Regions from separate parts of the Mus musculus genome. Here region 1 is linked to region 2. A link is a contact called in public HiChIP or PLAC-seq data. All regions are on one chromosome and are shown on one strand. Each heading gives the region's core, a stretch centred on a gene start, on an enhancer-like site or on the middle of the called end of the contact. The rest is flanking DNA. Distances are from core to core; before and after follow the strand shown. Region 1 holds the start of Pigl (phosphatidylinositol glycan anchor biosynthesis, class L). Region 2 overlaps Akap10 (A kinase (PRKA) anchor protein 10).

Region 1 (7,156 bases), core at 403-2,902, 540 kb after region 2:
TCACCTGCGCCGGCCCCACCCGAGGCCCTCCATCCTCGCATCCCCTTCGCTGATCCCGCGGTGGCACCGCACGCCCCTTCCCAAATGGACAGATACCTCGGGCTGATGTCCGCCCGCCTAAGGCCATTCTTCCTCCAAACTCCAGGAGCCTCCACTCGTCTAGCCTGAACTCCCCACCGCACCCGACTCGCCCCTGGGGGAGGGAGAGGAAAAGACCTGCGGTTTGGACGGGCCCTAACCCTGCGTCCTCCGCGACGCCCCTGGCCTGGCTGATCCGAAGCTGGCGCCCTGGGAGCCCGAGGAAGCTCCCGGGCGAGCAGGGCCCGGAGGCCGGGGCTGCAGGCGCCGAGCCTACTCACCGGGAGCTGGCGGAGTGAGAGCCGGCGCGCCCCACGGCCGGACGACCGGGGCGCGGCCCCGGCGCGCGGCCCTCCGCCCGGCCCTCGCTCGGCAGCGCGGCGAGCTGGGCGCTCACTCCAGCCGCCGCCGCCGCAGCTTCGCCACCTTAGCCGCCATCTTGCCTCAACCCCACTCCCTCCCCCTCAGGCCGGGCGGCCGCGCTGAGGCGGCTCAGACTTGGGCTCCTCCTCCTTCCGGAGGGTTGGGGAGACGACTCCCTCCCCGGGAGAACGGAGTGCGGCTCTTACCTCGGCCTCGCTTCCTGGGTCGCGGACGCCGCGCCGGTTCTTTTCAAGTTGTCCCTCGCACTCATGCCCGCCCCGGCAGCGCTGCCTCCGGCCCGACCCGCCGCCGCCGTGGCAGCCATCGCGTCCTCGGCCTGGAGCGTCCCCGCGAGCCTGCCACTCCCGCGCGCCCGGGGCCTTCCCCTCAGGCGTGGGAAAGGACCGGGAGCCCGGCGCGAGGTTAGCCTTGCGACCCCTGCGCGCCGCCAAAGCGGCTACCCCGTCCCCTCGCCGCCAAAGAGAAACCTCAGCCCACGTGGCTGGGACGCACGTTAATTTCACACCGAGTGTTCCTCGGCATGGCGGGCGAGGCCTCCTCCACGGCGTGGCTCCTTAATCTCTGCCTCTTAAGAAAACTTAAGGGGCCTGCCGACCTCACCCTTCGAGTGAAATGACATTTCCTCTTAGCCGCTTACTTTTTCCTCTTGCAAAGCCGCCATCTGAGAAAGAACAAACGGTGACCCGCTTCGGAAAAACTTTTATTCCGGATAACGGGCTGTTTTATACAAAGTTTGAAGTCATAAAACGAGTTGAAAGGAGAATGCTGACGTTTGTTTTAGAATGCTTCCCTTTTGGCCGGCGTGCTGACACGCCTGAAATCCCAGCTCAGGAGGCAAAGGAATGGGAATCATTGCAAACTCGCATGGTCTGCATATAGTGAGTTTAGGGGAACACGCAGAGAGAGACGCGATCTCAAAATAACTCTAAAAATGCTTCCTTCCTTTTAAGCACACTGAACGGTAAGAAAGACACTTAAGACCGCAAAGTGCGGCTGAGCTCTGAAACTGGAGCAGATAGAGGATTCCGCCACCGAGGAGACGGGGCAGTATGGGTGGAAGTTTCCACGCTAGACCACGAATCTTGGTCTCCAGCCGCCGCCGCACTCTGACCCACGGAACGCAGTTTCAGCCGGTTCCGTTTTCCCGCAGGGAACCCGAGTCCACCCGCAGCCTGCCTTCCTGCGCAGGCGCAGTGCCACTTACCCGGCATGGAATTGGTGGGTTTCTTGTGTGTGGCCGTGGCTGTCCTGACTTGGGGCTTCCTCCGGGTTTGGAACTCAGCGGAACGAATGAGGTCTCCGGAGCAGGCGGGCCTGCCGGGAGCCGGAAGCCGGGCCCTTGTAGTGATCGCGCACCCGGACGATGAAGCCATGTTCTTTGCTCCCACCATGCTAGGCTTGGCACGCCTGGAGCAGCAGGTGTCCCTGCTCTGCTTCTCCTCAGGTAGGAGACTGTAGGAGGGTCGCTGGGTTAGGGAACTAACCGATCTTAGTTAACTTCTTCCGGAAAGGTTTTCTGTCGTAGGTAGCTACTTTCTCTGTGCTGGTCAGTCTGGGGACAGAAACAGCCGACTTCCCAGATAGGTTAGGGAACCCCGAGCGAATTCCATCCTAGCCAAATCGAGGAGCAGAAAAGTGGTTGTTCATCATTGGTTCCGTTCAGTACCTTCATGTTCCTTTGGGAACTGCGACTGTACTGGATGTTTTGGGTTTTTTATAAAGACAGTCTCACTGTAATCTAGCATCCCAGGCGTGAGCCGCTGTGCCTGACCTGTTATCCTGAGGAACCGTCTATTTGCAAAAGGATCAAATAAAATCATGCACCAGACAATTTGAGCTGTATGGTGTCTGCTCAGCCCACCAACTTTCTTTCCTAATAATAGCAAAAGACCTTCCTGCTGCTTTGAAACCCATTTTCTGCTACAAAGATTCATGTGTCAAATTGGGAGATTTTTTGTTTAACTTCAGACAAATAGAAATACATTTATAGATAATTTTAGAGTTCATCTGTACCCAGCTATTATTAAAAGAATTCTTCAAAAATGAGACTTGAATAATGATACAGACAAAAACAAACGAGAAAACCAGGATACCCTAAATATGGTGATGACTGGACAATGTGAAGTGTATACATACAGTGGGTGAATTTTATAGCAAAGTATACCTCAATAAAGCTGATTTTCAAAATTGCTCAGGACCTTTTTTCCCATGTGGTTGTTGTGTTGTTCTCTTTTGGGGGGCCAGGGGTGTTTTTGTTGTTGTTGTTTTGTTTTTTTGTTTTTCTAAACAGGGTTTCTCTGTATAGCCCTGGCTGTCCTAGAACTCACTCTGTAGACCAGGCTGGCCGAGAACTCAGAAATCTCCCTGCCTCTGCCTCACAAGTGCTGGGATTAAAGGCATGCGCCACCACTGCCCAGCTTCTTCGGGTGTTTGGTTGGTTTGGTTTGGTTTGGTTTGGTTTGGTTTGGTTTTTCGAGACAGGGTTTCTCTCTGTGTATAGCCCTGGCTGTCCTGGAACTGGCTTTGTAGACCAGGCTGGCCTCGAACACAGAAATCCGCCTGCCTCTGCCTCCTGAGTGCTGAGATTAAAGGTGTTCGCCACCACGCCCGGCTTTCTTTTTTTAATAACTGATCTTAAACAGAAATCATCAGGATTGATTTATAAAATTGGCTGAATTTGGGAGAATTATTTCTGGTTTTTAAACAGAATTAATGTAGATTTATTAAAGAAAAAAAAAAAAAAAACTCCTGAGAGTGGAGAGGCTCCAAACAAGGAAAGAGTACCTTCTTTTCTTTTCTTTTTTTAATTTACATTTTATGTATTAGTGCTTTGCTTGTATGCATGTATGTGTAGCACATGAATGCATGGTGTGCACAAAGACTAAAAGAGGGTGTTGGATTCCCTGGAACAGGAGTCATAGCCAGTTGTGAACTACAATAAGAATGCTGGGAACTTGCTGGGCAGGGGTGGCAAATGCCTTTAGTCCCAGTGTTCCAGAGGCAGGCAGATCTCTGAGTTCGAGGCCAGCCTGGTCTACAGAGGGGGTTCCAGGACTGCCCAGGGTACACAGAGAAACCCTGTCTTGGGGGGAGGGGAGGTCAGTACAGGAACCTGAATTCTGGGTCTCCAGGAAGAGCATAGATTACTCTAAACCTCAGCCATCTCTCTTGCCCCCTTGTTTTATGTTTTATAATTATTAGAATTGAATTATTCACAAATATGTTTCAAGATTTGCATCATAGCTGTATTTGTTTGCAAGATAGTCTGGGTTCAGTATGTCCTCTAATATTTTCTAGATTATTTTTAATAGAACTTAAAATTTTTGGGTCAAGCCAGGTGGTGGTGGCACACGCCTTTAATCCCAGCACTCAGGAGGCAGAGGCAGGCGGATTTCTGAGTTCGAGGCCAGCCTGATCTACAGAGTGAGTTCCAGAAGCCCTGTCTCGGGAAAGAAAAAAAAAAATTTGGATCAAGAAATCAATTTGTCCTTTTTCAGTTCTTAGGTTTGAGTCAAAGGTCTCAAACATGCCGGACACCCAGCCTCCCAAAATCTTTATCTAATAAAAGATATAAACATTCACTTAGCAGTTAGTACCCCTACTGTTGTCTTTATTTCCTCTGAATCCAACTTGCCATTTTTAATTGGTCGCTGTTGTAGTAAAAAGCAAGAATATAGTAATGTTTAATATACCGTAGTAAAGGCTGGAGAGATGGCTCAGCCATTAAAGGCTAGGCTCACAACAAAAACAAACATAGAGCATAGTATAGAGAAAACTGTAGCAGTATAATGGAGAGAGTGCAGTGGGCAGGCAGTAGAGAAGAGTACCGATTCTCTTTTCAGAAGTTTTCCAGGCCCATTGGACATGCAAACTTTATATGCCCCAGTACAGGGGAACACCAGGGCCAAAAAGTGGGAATGGGTGGGTAGGGGAGTGGGGGGGAGGGTATGGGGGACTTTTGGGATAGCATTGGAAATATAATTGAGGAAAATACGTAATAAAAAAAATATTAAAAAAAAAAGTTTTCCTTAAAGAAGGCTCCAAATAGGTTTTCTTTTGATCTGGGCTTCAAAAAAGAAGCATATATATGGAGGAGGGATAATAAACTTTCTAGGCAGTTAAGTCTTGTTCAAATAGTTTATCCCAACTACATCCTCAGTTCAAGGGGAAGGGAGAAGCAAAAAAAAGGGGGGGGGATTGTTCTGGAGGTAGTGACTCGGTTTTCCTCAGCCATCCAATGAGATGATACTAGTTTCATTTCCCAAATAGACACTGAATCATTAAGAGTTTAACAAGAAAGAGCTAAGACCCTGTGGCTCCTAGTTGCACTAAACCATCACACCCAGACTGCCCAGTTGCTTCCCGTGCCGTGTCAGTTGATGAAATATCTAAATACGTTTTAAGAAACATTAGTTCATCAAACTGTTGTTTTCATCTGTTACATTCATTTGTGGGAGAAGAGCCTGCATGCCATGAACCATACATGGTAGAAGTCAGCTTACAGGAGTTGGTTGTCTCCTTCCACTCTTAACAGTCACTGGGGTTGAACCCAGGCCATCAAGCTTGGCAGCAAGTGCCTTTACCCACTGAGCCATCTACCTGGCCCCAAAAAGAAGTGCCTCAGCAGTGAAAGGGGCTTGCTACTCTTATAGAGGACTTAAGTTTGGTTCCCAGCACAAACTTGAAGAGGCTTTTAACTGCCTGTGTCGGATTCAGCACCCTCCTGGTTTCTCCATGCACCTGAGCTCACATGTACATACCACCCCATGACACACATTAGACATAAATGAAAATAAAATTAAATCTTAAAAAGTGGCCGGGTGTGGTGGCGCATGCCTTTAATCCTAGCACTCGGGAGGCAGAGGCAGGCGGATTTCTGAGTTCGAGGCCAGCCTAGTCTACAAAGTGAGTTCCAGGACAGCCAGAGCTATACAGAGAAACCCTGTCTTGAAAAATAAATAAATAAATAAATAGTGTAGCCGGGCATGGTGACACATGCCTTTAATCCCAGCACTTGGGAGGCAGAGGCAGGCCAATTTCTGAGTTCGAGGCCAGCCTGCTTTACATAGAGAGTTCCAGGACAAGGAGAGATACACAGAGAAACCCTGTCTTGTAAAACCAAAGGGAGGGGTCCGGGGAGACTGGAATCATGAAAGGCAACATTTTCCCTCTAAATTGTGCCACTAACTCATTTGGGATCCTATACTCTGACTCGTGTGTGTGTGTGTGTGTGTGTGTGTGTGTGTGTGTGAAGATTTATTTATGTATTATATGTAAGTACACTGTAGCTGTCTTCAGACACACCAGAAAAGGGCATCAGATTCCATTACAGATGGTTGTGAGCCACCATGTGGTTGCTGGGAATTGAACTCAGGACCTCTGGAAGAGCAGTCAGTGCTCTTAACCATTGAGCCATCTCTCTAGCCCATCTCCATACTCTTCTTATGGTCAAAGGTTCCTCTTTTTTTTTTTTTTTTAACCTTTATTTGTACAGTTGTTTTTCCTGAATATGTCTATGAATCACTCTGTATGTGGTGCCCAAGAAGACCAGGAAAGGGCATTGGATCCTCTGGAACTGGAGTTTCAGACAATGTGAACCTCTAGATGGATGCTAGGTACTGAACCCAGATCCTCTGGAAAAGCCATAAGTGCTCTTAACCGCAGAGCCATCTCTCCAGCCCTGACATCTCTGGTTTAAGTACTATTAACTTAAAAAAAAGTTATTTTTACCAGGCAGTGGTGGCCCACACCTTTAATCTCAGCACTTGGGGAACAGAGACAGGTGGATCTTTGTGAGTTTGTGGACAGCCTGGTCTATAGAGCAAGTTCCAGGACAACTAGGGCTACACAATGAAACCAGAAATCCTGTCTGAATAAAGCACCCCACATATACATACATACACCTGTATAGTGTGTGTGTGTGTGTATCTGTTGTCTATATGTATTTTTTATGTTTGTGGTGAGGGTATGTATATATAGGTCATGCCATATGTGTGAAGGTTGAGGACAGCCTTGTGGAGTGATTCTCCCCTTCCACTCTTACATGAATTCCAGGGTTCAGACAGGTTACCAGGCTCAGCACCTTACTGCTAAGCCATCTCACCAGTCAAATGACTGGAACTTACAGTGTGGTTACCCAATATGATCAAACCTCTGATTGTTGCTCTGGGCAGCCCTGCTTGTTGGGACCTTTTTTTTTTTTTTTTTTTTTTTTTTTTGTTCTAAATACTTTTAGAATTCGGCTGGTCATTATTCAAGGAGAAACCTTACTGACATTTCCCCCCACACACACACACACACACACATTGGAATTTTACTGACTTGGTGTCAGAAGAGGACATAACAATAGCATAAAGCCTTTCTGGCTATCACTTTTTGATGTCTCATTTCTGTTGGCCTTCTTTCATATCTGTTAAGAGTCTTGTTTGGTTCTGGTTTCTGTGCTGGGATTGAGCCCAGGGCATTGAGCATGTGAAATGAAGCATGTATTCTAAAAGTGACCCACACCCCAGTCCTTTAGTATTGCAGTGTTATCCAGGCCAGCCTCAAACTTGTGATTGTTCTGCTTTGGCTCCCGAGTAACTAGAACTGTAGTCACATATCTGGCTGTTATTGGTGTTACAGTTAAGGTCTTACACACATACCAAGATGGTGTTTATGCAATTCTGTCCTTTAATCTGCTTCTCATGCCTAG
Region 2 (7,212 bases), core at 4,493-6,992:
CCATTACTACTCACCGATGATGTCGTTTCTCATGGCTTCTGTAATTGGTATTGGCTTAGCAGCATCTGGAGATATATATTTGGTAAAAGTATTCACTGCATCTTGTTCTATACCTAAAAGAGAAGAAGATGACACCTTCAAAGCCAAAATGCAATTTGGATCACTGAAGTGGACTGTGTTCATAACAACAGGGTGCCGTTTGCTGTGTAGTGCTATCTTAGGACAACTTCCACTGTAAAGCTGTCCTTTCACTGTGTGGTTCACAGCACAGAAAAACCTAGGTCAATTATTTTCCCAGTGTCTGAATGAGATTCTTACTTATGATGATCTCTTTTTGTGTCTCTTCTCCAGAGTCTCAGATTGAACTATCTGCATATAAACATTGAAGCTCAAAAATCTTTATAAATCTACATTTATAGATAACATTTGAGATATTTAAATACCATATACCGAACCCCATGAAACTAATGCCAAAACGGATCATCTCTTTCACAGTTTGTTACTACCAAGCACTTGCTAGCAAGATGAAAGCAAATGTGATTGAATGTTGGTATAGGCTGAACAGCTCTAGAAAGTCACCCATTTATTTTAGATTCTCCAGTTTAGGGGAGTATAAATTTTTAAAGTATATCTTCAAGAATCTCTGGATTTCCTCAGTGTCTGTTGTAATGTCTCCCTCTTAATCTCTAATTTTATTAATTTGGATATTCTCTCTCTCTCTCTCTCTCCTGGTTAACTTGGCTAAAGATGTGTCAATCTTTTTAAAGAGCCAACTCTATTCCATTGATTCTTTGTGTTTCTGACTTCAGCTCTAACTTTGGTTCTTTGGTTAGAGCATCAGCCTTCTCTCCAGCTCTCAGCTCTGATTTAGTCTCTTCCAGTCTGCTTGTTTGGGCTATTGATGGCTCTTGTTTTTCTAAGGCCTTCCCATGCACCATTAAAGTGATAGTATGTCCCAATTTTTTTTCCATAGGTACATGGTGCTCTGAGCCTTCCTCTTAGCACTGACTTCACTGTGCCTCCTAGATGTTGGTATGCTGTGTTTTTATTTTCAGAAGTTCAATTGTAGGAATTTAAAGACTTTCTTCTTAGTTTCTCCTTTCATTCTACTTTGATTCAGTGTACTTCCTATCATTTCTATTGCTGATATTCGGCTTATTCCATGGTGAATTAGGATGTGATTTCAATTTTCTTATATTTGTTGACACCTGCTCTGTGTCCTACTATATGATCTATTTTTGAGAAAGCTCCACGGGCTGCTTGGAAGAACACATACTCTATGGGTGGAATGTTTTATAGACCTGCAAGAAACATCCTACATGTCCACTAACTGCTGAACAAACAATGAAAATGTGGGGCATCTACATAAGGGAATGTTATTCGGCTATTAAGAAAAGTGAATTTTGCAAGTAAATGGATGGAGGAGGAAATGAACATTCTCCATGAGGTAAACCAGACCAAGAAAGACAAAGAGCACATGCATACTTTCTCTCATTTGTGGTCGTTAGCTCTGACACTTCGGAGTCATGGGGGAGGGGTAAGAAAGAGCACACTGTTATAAGGGATTAAAAAGGAATAATGGTAACAGGAAGAGTTAAATTGGTGTGAGATAGAGAGGGTAGGGCAGAAAAGGAAATAGTGAAGGATATGTTCCACCAAAGACCTTTTGAAAAAATAACATGGAAAACTACTACCATAGAAGCTTCCTAAAAATATACACATTAAGAATTAAAATTGAGCTACTCTAATGAGGTAACAATGTCCCTACAAGACAACACCACAGACTAACAAAAAGCCCAGTGCCAGGAATTAGCTATTTCTTTTGGAGTTGTTGGCAAGTTAGGTCCCACAGACTCCCCCAAACATCAAAGGTTATTGCCTTCATTAAGCTCTTGGTTACCTTCAAAATTTGACAATAAGATGCTATTCCTGAAGACACCATATATTCAAGTCATAGAACATGTAGATACCAAACTAATACCAACTTGAAACTTCATCCCCACTGACTAACCTTTTACAAGTGATGGGAGGGACTATGCACACTACTGAGGAGAAAAGTAATCACCAATCTCATCTAGCTATGAACCCCATGAGCTGCAGTAACGAATGGCTTAGCAATACATGCCCACTGGTGTACTAGTGTCAGGCCAATGCTGGTGTAACCAATCACTCTCAGATTGGATTTAAGGCCCAGTCTACAATATGAAACCCATACCTGGCACCATTATTAGGCCAAGAACCTATGGCTAGACATGTATAGGCCCTACAGTAAGCTTACTATGATTCTGCTACTACATGGATACAGTAACTGAGTTCTAATGACTTATTGATATATCCATAAATTGATGTATCTTTCAATCTTCATCAAAGATTCATAACTCAAAACAAACATAAAACAAAAATAAATAAATAAGTAAGTAAATGGAGCCTGTAAGATGGCTCAGCAGGGACCATACAGTGGCAATTGTTCTCTGATCTTCCCGGTATGCGAACATCTTTACATATACACAAACACAAATGAATGAATGTGATGTGACTTTAAAAAGAAAAGGAATAGGAAAATTCCTTAAAATAGCCTGTACTGTTTTTAAAAGATGTACCTATTAGGGTCCGTGATATGCCAGAAACTGGAAAAGAGAACTTACTTTCAGGAATCAGGGAGATCTTTAAGCACTAAGTCACTCGATTTCGCGTTTTAACAAACAGCTTTTAAAATACTCCAGGGGATTACTTTCCCAAGAACCCAGGTTTGATTCCCAGAACCCACATGGCAACTCGCAACTGGCTGCAACTTCCACTTCCAGGAGAGCCTCTGGCCTCTGATGGCACTGCACACAGTGATTCATAGGCATACTTGAGGCAAAACACCCTCTCCCAAAAACAATAAAATAAAATATCTGAATCCTTAAGATCTTGTTTTTCACCTCAAAACTGATCTTCAACCAACCACAACAAAACTCAAATAGTGACTCCATGAAACCATACAAATAAAAATACCTAGAACTTTACAATTTCTTTTAACTAAGATATAAGGGTTTTGTTGTTGTTTGTTTCTGAAAATGACATAGCTCAGGAACTAGAGAAGTGCCTGGGTAGTTAAGAGCACTTGTACTGTATGGTTGAGAGCCTGCCTTCAATCCTCAGTACCTTCTAGTAGCTCACAATCATCCATAACCTCCCACTGGGAGATCCAGCAGGCACACATGTGCTGCACATACATGTATGAAGGCAAAACATTCGTACATATAAAATAAAAAAAAATTGTAAAAGTAAAATAAATTAAAAAAATTTTTTTAAAAAGTGATAGATTTCAGATCACTAAATTTTAAGAACAAAGACTTAAAATTACTTCAGGGCATATAAAGCAATTTAAAATTAATTAAAATATAAAAGATGAAAGCTTAATAAAAAAATTCTTCAGATAGTTTTTTTTTTCTTGGTTTTTCGAGACAGGGTTTCTCTGTGTAGCCCTGGCTGTCCTGGAACTCACTCTGAAGACCAGGCTGGCCTCGAACTCAGAAATCCACCTGCCTCTGCCTCCCGAGTGCTGGGATTAAAGGCGTGTGCTACCATGCCCAGCCAGATATTTTATAAATTGGATAAGAACTTCCCCGAGTGGTTAGCCTGTGGCTACTTCATTTATGACTACATCTTGAAAATGAAGTGTGTAGTAGATACTCAGGAATAAACGTGCCACAATAACTTTCTGAAAGATTGAATTTACCAAATGAAGTAACCAATTTTTTTCTATATTTTAAATAATTAAATTATTTTAAATTTAATTTAAATTATTAAATATTTTAAATATTAAACAACTAAATTAAATTGCTCTTATGAACAAAGACAAAACCCAAGAACGCCTGAGGTCTTGCTGGGCAGTGGTGGTATACACCTTTAAATTCCAGCACTCAGGAAGCAGAGGCAAGCAGATCTGAGTTTGAGACCAGCTTGGTTCACAGAGGAGTTCCAAGACAGACAAGATGACAGAGATAACCTGTCTCAAAAACCCTAAGCCAACCAAACAAAAAGTCTGAGGTCTTAGGGCTAGAAAGACAGATAAGTAGTTAGGAGTCCTGGCTGCTTTTCCAGGACCTGGTTCAATTCCAGCACCCACAGGAGGCTCACAACTATCTGTAATTCACACACGTATATAGCAAAACATATTCCACACCGAGTTTCTGAATCTCAAGATTACAATGAATCAGAAACACTAGAACTATAGATGGGAATATCAGACAGCTATGTTTAATAGATTTAAGAAAATAAAGATAGTATCTTTTATGGAGTGAGAAACAAGAAACTACAAGGGAAAAGAAAGAAAGAAAGAAAAAAAGACATTCCAAGAAAGAATTCAGGGGACAGCAATATCAAAATGCTTGAACCACAAGCCTGATTCCCGGAGCCTACTGTGGAAGGAGAGGAAGCCTGAAGACTCTCTTCTGACTTCTGCACGCACAATGGCACTCGTATGCCCACAATCACACATTTACACACAGAGTAAAATAAAATCTTACAAAAACTTAGGAACTTTCCAAGATGAAATGACAAACTGAAATTGATTCATTAGCAAACCAGACCTATCTTTAGAGATTCCATAAGCTATAAGCATTTGAAGCAAGCAAAGCCTTTAAGAACTAGAACAGAGCAATAATTACAAAAATTAGAGTGTGGTACAATTTCTGAACTAACAAAATAGGAAAGAAAGATGTGCTGTTTTCAAAATGCCTGTGTTTAATTCTAGCTCCTCACTCACTAGACAACCTAAAGAAGCAACTTTCTAAACCAGTTTTCTCAAAGGTAAACAGAATATTAATACTTGTTTAATGCAGCTGTCATGACAAATGAAATCCAAATATATACTTAGTACAGAACTCAATAAATGATATCTAATGGCAATCTAAAAAAATAAAATGAAAAACAAATTAACCTACGAGGTGCAGTTAGACAGTTCCGAGGACCGAGACCTGGAGACTCCCCTTGGTCAACAGCTTCCCTTCCAAACGTACAAAAAAGCAGCACACTGACTGCCCTGCCGCTCTGGTCAGCTGGTTACACACTGCAACAACGACACCCAAGCTCTCCTTCCTGCTCCCTTTTCACACCCTGACTCACTCAACCCTCAAATCCTCCTAGATGTGTAAACCAGGGGGACCACCTACGGTCCTGACAGCGTTGGGAGACATCACTTACTTTTCATTAGTTTTTCTGACAGTTCTCTCAGTGGAGAAGAGCAACTGTTTCTACTGCCTACTGCAAGTCTGGAGGAGGAGTCCTGGGAGTCGGTGGGAATCTGATGACTTCCTGTTCTGGCCACCTCACGATGGAGAGAACGGGCACTGTGGCCTTCCTGGGAAAGCAGCAAGTGGTTCTGAGGGTTCTGAGTTCTACTACTCAGGTCAGTTCCTTCTGATTGAGTCACAAGCAGTGGGGCTGAGCTAGAATCCCCCAACCTCCTGTCAAGAGCCTCAGTTACAGAAGATGCTGGAGTCTCATGTCTTTTAGATGGAGAGACAGGCTCAGCCAGTGAACTCTGTTTCACTGTGTTTAGACTGTGTGCTCTTATTCGGGACCACGTTGTAGAGTGAAAACTTTCAGCCTCTAACCAAAATTTCACCAGGTGCTCCATTCTCCGAAGTTCCATAAACTGAAGGAAATATGGAAGGACAACAGTGTCACGCAAGACTTGTTCAAGGGTCTTTGAAAGACTGGATTTGGTCTCTTGAGTCTGATAGTCCAGACAGGATCTGCCTAAACAACAGAAGGAAATGAGTCAGACATTTGGTAATAATGTTCTATCTACACACAGTCTACCAGCATTTCTAACATAGAATCAGACAGAACTTCTAAACTGACTGCTGTCCACAACAGGCTTCACTCATTCACACCATTTACAACGAGGACTGGCCATTTCCCTCTGCCCAACTTGATGTTCAAATTAGCAAACGCTGAATATATTTTAATATTCTAACTTGCTATTTTGCTTTGTATCTCCTTGAGTACTACTGAGTTATCTTTGTGTGTGTTTGTGTGCAATCTTATTAAGTGTCAAATGCATCTCTCCAGTACACTGCTCACTATTCCACTGGACTAGCCTTGTATTTACATGACTACTATTTCATTACACTTGCAGTGTTTTGGGGTTTTTTAAAATTTAATGTATCTTTTCAAAGTCTCCTCAATCACACAGTTCAGTATCCTATGGTAGAATCTCACACTGATCAGGAGATACCCAGAAGTGGCAGTCACTTACCTAGGTCTCCAAAATGAGCAGCCTCCATGTGGCTTGGCTGTTTCTTAAGCGTTGCTGTCCTGCTACTTGAAAAGGAGTCCATGTTGGCAGAAATGGCATTGATCGCAACATGACTTGGTCCTGCAGCCTCCAGCAAGGCATGATTTTTAGTGCTTTTTTGTGGGGAATGTACGGCTACTGAAGCTATACATTTTGAAAAAAAAATATTTAAAGTTATACACAATTTTTTAAAAGATTTTATTTATTTATTTATTATAAATACACTGTAGCTGTCTTCAGACACACCAGAAGAGGGCATGAGATCTCATTACAGATGGTTGTGAGCCACCATGTGGTTGCTGGGACTTGAACTCAGGACCTTGGAAGAGCAGTCAGTGCTCTTAACCACTGAGCCATCTCTCAAGCCCAAGTTATACACTATTTGATTACTTAAAACTTATGGGCAGGCTTTAAGAAAACTTTAAAAATTAAAAATTTTAACACAAGCAATATTCAAAAAATAGTTAAAGTGCTACAGAGATAGCTTAGTGGCTGCTCTTCTAAAACCCCCGGGGGGCTCAAGCCCAGCACGCACATGAAAACTTGCACACACCTGCAACTCCAGCTCCAGTAGTCTGGTGCCCTTTTCTGGCCTCTGTGGCGAATAGACACACACACATGATGCACAGACACACACGTTACACACAGACATACAAGCAGGCTGAACACCCATACACATTAAATAAATAAAATAAGTCAGGTCATTTGACACATGCCTTTAATCCCAGCAAGTGGGAGACAGAGGCAGGCGACATTCCATGACTGCCAGAGCTTCACAGCCCCTGTCTCTAAATAATAATAGTTAGAAGATATCAAGCCTCAGCACAATGGAAGATACTCTATTATTTAGAACTTTTTAAAAAATATTTATTTATTATTATATATAAGTACACTGTAGTTGCCTTCTGACACCCCAGAAGAGG

What was found. HiChIP or PLAC-seq counts read pairs in DNA pulled down with a chosen protein or histone mark.
Region 1: an H3K4me3 HiChIP or PLAC-seq map of bone marrow-derived macrophages shows a contact between it and region 2, with 3 times the contacts expected there. The contact joins the promoter of Pigl here to the enhancer-like site in region 2. A contact is called at or near these places in 12 of 39 promoter capture datasets (the 3T3-L1 cell line, the C10 cell line, the HPC-7 cell line and 8 more), 6 of 115 datasets of contacts at active chromatin or transcription factors (bone marrow-derived macrophages, embryonic brain, extraembryonic endoderm stem cells and 3 more) and 3 of 9 other capture datasets (adipose tissue, liver and macrophages).

What each region holds. Positions count from the first base shown.
Region 1 is chr11:62,456,789-62,463,944 of GRCm38.p6, forward strand. It overlaps Pigl (phosphatidylinositol glycan anchor biosynthesis, class L), which reads left to right and starts at 1,653. Exons shown (of 7, transcript NM_001039536.4): 1 at 1,653-1,906. The coding sequence starts at 1,672. It also overlaps a transcript of Ncor1 not described here.
Region 2 is chr11:61,909,834-61,917,045 of GRCm38.p6, forward strand. It overlaps Akap10 (A kinase (PRKA) anchor protein 10), which reads right to left. Exons shown (of 15, transcript NM_019921.3): 3 at 6,251-6,433; 4 at 5,191-5,748; 5 at 15-113. Among named protein-coding and RNA genes, the nearest start is that of Akap10, 17 kb to the right of the region's middle. Within about 2 kb of position 5,743, at least 10 of the 459 cell types and tissues checked have an H3K27ac peak or open chromatin away from gene starts, as enhancers often do. A contact at or near this core is called in bone marrow-derived macrophages, where this site is marked.